3 separate regions of the Mus musculus genome follow, and regions 1 and 3 are each linked to region 2. A link is a contact called in public promoter capture Hi-C data. All regions are on one chromosome and are shown on one strand. The core of a region is the stretch at or near the end of the contact, and the rest is flanking DNA. Distances in the headings are between cores, read along the strand shown. Region 1 holds the start of Snrpb2 (U2 small nuclear ribonucleoprotein B). Region 2 holds the start of Dstn (destrin). Region 3 has its middle 36 kb from the start of Otor.

The links. Promoter capture Hi-C pulls out the DNA fragments that hold promoters and counts their contacts.
Region 1: a contact with region 2 is called in a promoter capture Hi-C map of pre-B cells, with 3 times the contacts expected there. The contact joins the promoter of Snrpb2 here to the promoter of Dstn in region 2. A contact is called at or near these places in 7 of 39 promoter capture datasets (3T3-L1-derived adipocytes, the C10 cell line, cranial neural crest and 4 more), 1 of 484 Hi-C or Micro-C datasets (muscle stem cells) and 3 of 115 datasets of contacts at active chromatin or transcription factors (astrocytes, embryonic hindbrain and embryonic stem cells).
Region 3: a contact with region 2 is called in a promoter capture Hi-C map of hippocampal neurons, with 9 times the contacts expected there. The contact joins the enhancer-like site here to the promoter of Dstn in region 2. A contact is called at or near these places in 8 of 39 promoter capture datasets (the 3T3-L1 cell line, 3T3-L1-derived adipocytes, cranial neural crest and 4 more), 1 of 484 Hi-C or Micro-C datasets (forebrain), 15 of 115 datasets of contacts at active chromatin or transcription factors (differentiating embryonic stem cells, embryonic forebrain, embryonic hindbrain and 5 more) and 1 of 9 other capture datasets (embryonic stem cells).

What each region holds. Positions count from the first base shown.
Region 1 is chr2:143,061,711-143,064,410 of GRCm38.p6, reverse strand. Snrpb2 (U2 small nuclear ribonucleoprotein B) reads right to left here and starts at 1,342. Exons shown (of 7, transcript NM_021335.3): 1 at 1,313-1,342.
Region 2 is chr2:143,913,918-143,916,617 of GRCm38.p6, reverse strand. Dstn (destrin) reads right to left here and starts at 1,287. Exons shown (of 4, transcript NM_019771.2): 1 at 971-1,287. The coding sequence starts at 973. It also overlaps a transcript of Bfsp1 not described here.
Region 3 is chr2:143,113,494-143,116,193 of GRCm38.p6, reverse strand. No RefSeq gene overlaps it. Among named protein-coding and RNA genes, the nearest start is that of Otor, 36 kb to the right of the region's middle. Within about 2 kb of position 1,288, at least 12 of the 459 cell types and tissues checked have an H3K27ac peak or open chromatin away from gene starts, as enhancers often do. A contact at or near this core is called in forebrain and hippocampal neurons, where this site is marked.

The sequences.
Region 1 (2,700 bases), core at 93-2,592, 850 kb after region 2:
CTCAAGATCAAACCTTGGAAGGACAATACCAAGGTTCTACAAATTGGTAGAATCTGTCAATACATAGGCAGATTTAAAAACATATTATTCAAGGTTATATACTTCTTTTATCCCCACTTAAATGATACTGTCCTTTCATCTACATAATGACATAACTTTCGAAAGTATATTTATTAATTCTTTGAGAATGTCATGTGTTTTGATCATATTCACCAGAAAATGGTTTTTCAGTAAAATGATTTGAACATTTTGTGAAAGATCAGTAAACACGCACCTAGTTTTAAAAAGTCATTGTAATAGAACAATACAAATTAAGACAGTTCATAGATGCACTCATGAATGTATTGATTTAAACGATTAGTGTGTGTGTGTGTGTTTGTTTACCTGTGCCATCGTGTATGTTGAGGTCAGAGAACGACCTCTCAGGGGCTTTCACTTCTGTCTCTTTCCCACTATGTGAGTCTCAAGAGTGGTCAAGGTTGACAGTTCAGAGCTCAGATTCTTGTATCAATAAGATACGGATTTAAGTTCTGTTTACGATTTTACAACCTACTTCGATGGGGGGCAAGTTCCTTAATGTCTCAAGTCCCCAGCTACAAATTATGGCTACTAACAGCACCTATAAAATGGAGCCTATAAAATTATGAGACAGATATGTATCAGTCTGCACCAGTTAGCATCTACAGTTACTATTTATTATCGATAGCTATCACTCGTTAAAGGACACAAGTGTCTTAACGTCACACAACAAGCTGCTCTGAACAACTTATAGGAAGGGCCTGTACTATGTAGGCAACGGATAATAGGTAACGTTTCTCACAGGCTTGCCTCTCTACATGGGAACCTGGAGAAGGGCTGGGACTCAAGAGAGGGACAAGAGCACAGGCTCTGGCATTAGCTCCTTTGGGCTGAAATAGTGCAAGGGCACCAGAAACCCAAAGGCTGCCGGGGAGAAGAGGCCGAGAGTGCACAGTGAACTGCACACCCTGCTCCTCCAAGCAAGTCACGGGCCATTCTCTCCCCCTGGGCTAATTCCTATGTGTCCGCTTGAGCCTCTTTACACACCGGCCAATCCACCCAACACCAGGGTCCTCTGACATTAAAAACCCAACCATCCTGCAGAGAACAGGCTGTGACGCCGGGCCTCATTCCGCCAGCCCTGGGGTCGCCGTCCCTTCCTCCTATACGTCCGCGGACCGAGGACCACGCAACCGACGACACCTTCGCCCTCGCCGGCTCAGTTACCGCGGACGGGGCGGATCCCGCCAAACCCTGAGACCAGCCACAGCGAAAAAGAACCCGAGAGACTCACCTGAAGCCGGCGCGGTCCGCTTGAAACTAATACCGGAAGAGCTTCCCCGCGCCGGAAGAGGGCGGCCAAACTCCTCAATCGAACTCAGAGAAGTCGAAGAGTCGAGCACCGATTCAATCGAGCCCTCCTCGCCCCGGCCGGCCAAGGCGGAATCTTTCTGCGCACGCGCATTCCTGTGGGCTAGGAAGTTTGTGGAAAGGGGGAGAACTGGAAGGGATCAAATTAGGACCCGGGGGCCAAGCTGTGGAGGCAGAGGAGGGAAGGGTAGGGGGTCGTTTCCCTTACTGCGACTTTGAAGCTTCCCAACTATAGGATGTGATACAATTTTACAGGAGCCTGTCTCCAGCCACAAGTTAGTCAAGCCTTTCTATGGGTCCTGGTCAACTTGACTTAACACCATTGTCAATCTCTAGTTGTCAATCTCCAGGAGTCTGAAAGAACACACCAGCCAGCACTCTATAGATTACGTCTTAGATGCAGCCCAGTCTTCGACCCCTGAACAAAGAGAATTTTAGTCGTTGATGGTACTCTCACCAGGCTTCAGGAGCGAGCAAACTAAAGAGCCTAAACTCACTTAGACACAGTTAACTCCCGCCCACTCCCCCACCCTCTCCTTTCCTCACAAAATGCTTGGATTTTTCTAGGCTAAAAATTGGGGTAAGGACCAAATTGGTTGATTTTACCAGCCTGAGGTTTCTAATTTTTGAAAGTCACATGAAGTTGCAGGATGGAAATAGTGTTTTGAGAGTAGTAATTTTATATGCTTTTTTCACTGAAGTGATTAGGAGAATGGCTTATACTCGATAAATATGATTCAGACGATTGAATGAAGTTCCGTGAAAATTAGGTCATAATAAAACAAGTGTGATATCCAGTGAAAATCCTGTAAATGTAGGAAATAATGTTAAACAACCACAGAAAAAGTGTTCTTTAATTACATAGATATGGAAACCAGTTTGGCTTTTATAAAAACAATATCGAGTATGTTCTTAGCAAAAGGGCATCAAGTAAATACGAAACACTTTCTAAGCAACAGAAGGTCTGAGCAGTTGATTAACTGTGCTTGGTGGTAATGAGAGCATTGGAATAAGCTATAACCTGCCTGTGTTATATACATTCATCTGGCCGAGAGAGAGTTCGTAGCTATTTTCAAAAAGCAAATTGATAAACATGCAAGGACACTCCACTTGGGAAAAAAATAAAGAGATTTAAAGAAATGCCATACCTATTCTATCAAAGCTTGAGTCTCAGCTACTATACCTTTTGCACAGCAAAGAAGAAATTGTCCGATGACAACTCAGTGTCAGTGGCTTCTATGCTCTTTTCCAGGTTCACTTATAAAGAATGAACACATTTTTATATCCATGAGTAATCCCTGCAAGCTTTTT
Region 2 (2,700 bases), core at 38-2,537:
AACATGACTTAATATCAAGGCACAGCTAAGCATGGTCCGTTTTCAAGAAAACTATCCATTTAATCTAATGAGCCAGCCTGCACCTGCAAGCCAGTTGCTATATCCTAAGAAAAAACCAAAGTTGTTATTCAGTGAAAACACTCTGTAGACAGATAAGTGGGTACCAACTGTTTCCCGGCGCACAGATGTAGCAACAGGATAGTATTTCTAGCAGTGAGGCAAGGCCTTGCCAGCAAATCATTGACCAAAAATGGTAACATTGTGCAGACTACAGTGACAAAATGTTCCACCTGATCGCCCAGTTGAGATACTGTTTTACAACCGATTTGAGTAACACTTTGGAGGTAGAGAAGTTTGTAAATTAAGCAAAATCTCTACCATCTCAATACAACGAATGTTTCTCTTTTTAAAGGGCTGGAGTAATTATACGGGCTTTCTGAAAGTTTTTAAATTTGCATCTGAAAAGCAACAACATCATGTCCAGGACTTGCACCCAAAGTTGTGGTAAAGCCTTGTTCTCAGGTAAAGGCAAATTTCTAGCATGGATGAATGGACCCGGCAGGGAAGGGTTAAAAGAGCCACTGCCAAGCTTGACAAGCCCAACGAGAGTGCCACTGAAGCTGATTGCCAGATACGACAAACAAAGCCACGGCAAGGCCACCCGGTTCTTAATCACGCTCACTAGCAATTACTCCGCCCTCTAGAGTGTTCAATAAAATCCTTTTCCTTCTCAGTAAAAAGGGCTGGAAAAGCTCACGGGTCACCAAGCTGGCCTTGGAGAAAACCGCGCCCACACGGATGGTCTCAGGTTCGGCCGCCCATCCCGGGGATCTACCGACTTCGGGATCGAAGGCAGCGAGGCCGGGCCGAAGGGGATCCCGGGCGGCGGCCTGGAACGGTGGGCATGATGCCGCCCAGGAGCTGCCTTGGAACCGACCCCTCCCTTAGCACACGCCCGAGGATCACTCACCATGTTCGCTGGGGCGGACTTCGGGAGGAGAGCTAGGAGCCTGACGGCAAAGTCTGTGCACCTTCGTCCTCCGGGTAGCAAAAGCAGGAGAGCAGGCGCAGGGCGGACGCGGCAGCTCGAGCTTATTAAGGGCGGGCACGAGTTCCAGCCAGACTGCGGCTGCGCGCGCCCCTCGCTCCGCCCACCGTTGCTACGCAACAGGCCGGCCTCCCCAGACAGGCCCCACCCAGGAGTCCCAATAGTCTCCAGACAACTGGAAACCCCTCTCCAGTTAAGGGGAGTGCATGGGTTCCCCGCCCAGAGGAGCGCCCGGGCTGCTGCTCCGTGAAGGGTGGACACAGGACGCTCCGGGGAATCTGGCCCTGCCCTGGAGGCGGGACCACGCGATGCCCCGCCTACCGCGCGGCCTTTGCCCATACATGGAAGTCGCCACCTGGCCAGGTGTGCGCGCCGCTAGGGGCGGGGCCCCGGCGCGGAGTGGGCGGGGCGAATGCCGGTGGGCGGGTGCTCTGCTTGGCGACGAGAACTCTCAAAACGGCTCTCAGGGACCGCGACCCGCATTTTTTTACCTACTTTGGTGCTGTTCCCACCACCCAGTCCTGATTGGTCAGCGCGGCACTTCGGGCCGTCGCGTGAGAGGGAAAAATCTGCACAGTTTTCCTCCTTCCTGAGGCGACCGTGGCTGATCAAAGTGCTGTGTGAGTCAGCGCTTATTCCAGGACTGGAAAACAGGAGTGATTTGTTTATCTTCTGAGCGGGCTGGGAGGAGGCCCAGTGGCCCGCGGGGGGTGCGTGGGGGACGCCGCGTGGCCCGGGACTGTGGGCCGGGCCCCGCCGCTGCGCTTGGGGGTTTCTCATTGGGGAATTGTGTTTTCCTAAAGGGCGGTTGCACGGAAATACTGCTTCCACAGGGCCACCCGCAATCCTAGCCTTGTTTTCTCCGGGTGTTTTTGTAGCGAATAAAAGGAACTCGTAAGACGTGGGATGATCACCTCACTTTTGAACTGAATTTAGGCAACGAGAACATCAGGATCTCTATAAAAAAAGTCTTAATTATCTAAGAAGGCTTTTGGGCAACATGATCGTTGTTTTTCTTTGTTTCTGTTTTCTGGGCGCTATATAAAAAAAATCTACCCTAGGTAGCAAACCGCGGTTCCCATTAGTTTTAAGGGTTTTGTTTCTTTCTTAAGATTAAAGGCAAGTCGTGGCAATTCTAATCCCTTACTGCATTGCCACGGGGTGTTTGGCAGGCTACGGCAGTGGCGTCAGAATCACCTGGAGAGTTTGCTCAAAGATTTCTTAGTTCTGGCTCCGTGCACCTAGAATGTAACCTAAGAGTTTGCCCTTTTAACAAGTCTTTGGTATTAATAATTGGTAATCACACTGAAGAGAAAGAACCTACATCCAGCTGCAGCCCGAACCCTTCTGGCTTATTTTTGTTTTTTTTTGGGGTTGGTTTTTTGTTTTTTTCTGCTCAGGACTCTGACCCCACTAAATGAGACTTCATTTAAGGACGGTTCAACCTATCATTGGTGTTTCGTCCTCCACAATCCTGTCCAAATACAAGAATGCTGTTTACTGCATAAAATTTTCTGTGCCTTCTTCCAGATTTTTTTTTTTTTTTTTTTTTTTTTTTTTGTCCTGGAACTCACTTTGTAGACCAGGCTGGCCTCGAACTCAGAAATCCGCCTCCCAAGAGCTGGGATTAAAGGCGTGCGCCGCCACCACCC
Region 3 (2,700 bases), core at 39-2,538, 800 kb after region 2:
CCTAATGGCTTGCCTACAGCCCAGCCTTATAAAAGCACTTTCTCAGTTGAGGGTCACTCCTCTCAGCTTGTGGCAAGTTGACATAAATCCTGCCAGCACCTAGAGAAATAAAAGCCTGTTGGCCATCAGAGCTGAGAAGCATTCGGGCGATCTCTAGAGCTTTTGGTTGTCTCTGTGCCCTCTGTCATCACCCCCTGAACACATCAGTCCTGTAAAAATTCTTGACTTTGATAGTCAGGAAGCCAAATTTAAGAGAAACTGCAATTCCAAATATATAAAGGAAAATCTGTTTTTTCCTGAGTTTAGTGGTGATAGCAGCATCAGGAGGCTAAGACTGGATGAATGTTAGTTCAATGCCACTCTGGCCTACGTAGTGAGTTTGAGACTATCCTGTACTGCACCACATATAACCTATGGAGGAGGAGATGGGGGAAAGCTAGTCATTATTTGTTGGGCTAAAAGCTCTTTGTACACATTTCTTTTTCTTTTCCTTTTTGCATACTAGCACAATACCACTGACTCATACATTGATTTTAGCTCTCAGTCCTAGGGCTATCAGTGGTGGTCTTCCTGTTAGCAGAGTCTCACGGTGGTTGGTGTAGGGGCCAGAGAAAGAGAGTGTGTGCATATGTCTCTCCTGGTCTCTCTCTCTCTCTCTCTCTCTCTGTGTGTGTGTGTGTGTGTGTGTGTGTGTGTGTGTGCTTTTGAAGCTGCCTGCATTCAGTCACGGAAATGCTATCGGGGTCACTGTAGCTGATCATAATCTCCTGCCAGAGACCCCTCCTATACACACCACAGTCAGGTGCTGGCTGCTTCCACACCCTTAATCACAGTGAAGATTAATGAACACACAGAGAGATCACGGCATTTTAACTTAAAGAAAAAACTTGGTGTGCACCATGAGAGATGGTTTGGGGGCCTCTGTACTGCAGAAGGGATGGGAGAAATGGTGTTTCTTCTCAAAAGGGAGGGATGAGGGGTTGGAGGAAGAGGCGACAAGAATAAAGGGATGGTGCAGGCTAGAGCAAGTGTCATGGAAGGTGGCCAGGATCAAAGAGAAGTGGCACTGCTATGACTCTACTGCAGTACCACTCCACGTCTGTGGACCTCTGCATATCTCTGAAACCTCCCACAAATGCAGCACATTGCTCACCAATGCACCTGCCAGTCAGCTTCTAGTGAAAGTTAAAAAAAAAAAAATGGTTGGGTCTCAGGCATTCTTGGGCAGAGTTGAGAGTAGGAGGCTGTCACTGCAGAAACCCAGAAACAATCTGTCGGAGCAGATTTTGGAACTCGGCCACCTAAAGCTCCCTGATCAAGCTGGTTTACTTGAATGCCTGGAAAGTGGGGTGGGATGGGAGAGACTGCAATGTAGTAGCCATGCTAGGCCATTGCATGTCCCTCCAACATTCCATAGGAACCGTACTGCATTTTCTCATCTACTGGTGGATAGAAAAGGAGTGTGAATCATTTGGAGCAAGGCTGAGACACTAAGTCAGCACGAGACATGGGGATTCCCTCCAGAAAAGCAGAGACATTAAAATCTGGAGGGAAAAATAGCAAGCTTGAGTCAATACAGCAAAGGGGATTTGTGTGCAAAACAGGAACTTAGAAAGGTTAATGGAAGCAGGTCTGCTCCAGAGTTAGGTCTCCCTGTAGAAATGACATTAACTTCCACAGTGCACAGATACAGAGAGTCAAGATGGACAAGTTATGTTGGAGTATGCTGTCATTGATACACAGAAGAGAAAGACACATTTTAGAGATTGCAAGGCTGGTTAGGAAAGAGAATCCTCTAAACTCAACTTACAGCAATCTGTGATGTCACAGCAGGAGAGGCACGTGCATATATCGTTGGAATAATGTGGTTTCTTAGAACACATTCCCCAAGGAGTAAATTCTGGGTTCTATTGTACAGCTCTCTGTGATGCTAGGGAACTGACATGTCTGACCATACTGCATGGCTACCATGCAGAGAGACATCGCTCTGAGATACAGTCAGTCTATGGATTTGGCCAAGGAGATAATTAGTTTATGGGCACTGGGGTGAGTATGATTAGTGAGGCATCTCTGCCCACTCTCAGAGTAATCTGCAGGCCACTTAAGGCAGTTTCCTTTTCACATAAAGAGCAACCAAAGGCAGAGAAGAATCTCCTTTGGGGAAAGCTAGATCTCATTTGCAACTGATGTATGTAAATCTCTTACATTTCCACCTTAACCAAAGCCTCAAGTTTAGGTTTTATGTGTTTGTGGTGCCATCTGCTGGTAAGATGTAGATTTCATATTATGAGCTCTCAATTCAATTCTCCAAACTTTGTTCTTTTACACTGAAAAATTGAGGACTCCAAGTACCTTTTTTTTTTTTTTTTTTTTTTAGATTCATTTATTTATTATGTGTAAGTACACTGTAGCTGTCTTCAGACACTCCAGAAGAGGGAGTCAGATCTCCTTAATGGATGGTTGTGAGCCACCATGTGGTTGCTGGGATTTGAACTCCGGACCTTTGGAAGAGCAGTCGGGTGCTCTAACCCACTGAGCCATCTCACCAGCCCTCCAAGTACCTTTGCATGGAGCATATATATAACATTATCAGTGATACTGTAATTAGGAACTTGGAAAAAGTTCTTATTTGTTTATGTAGGAGAGTAACAACAATTAATCCCATATAAATGTAAATAATTTAAATAAGAATATTGTTCT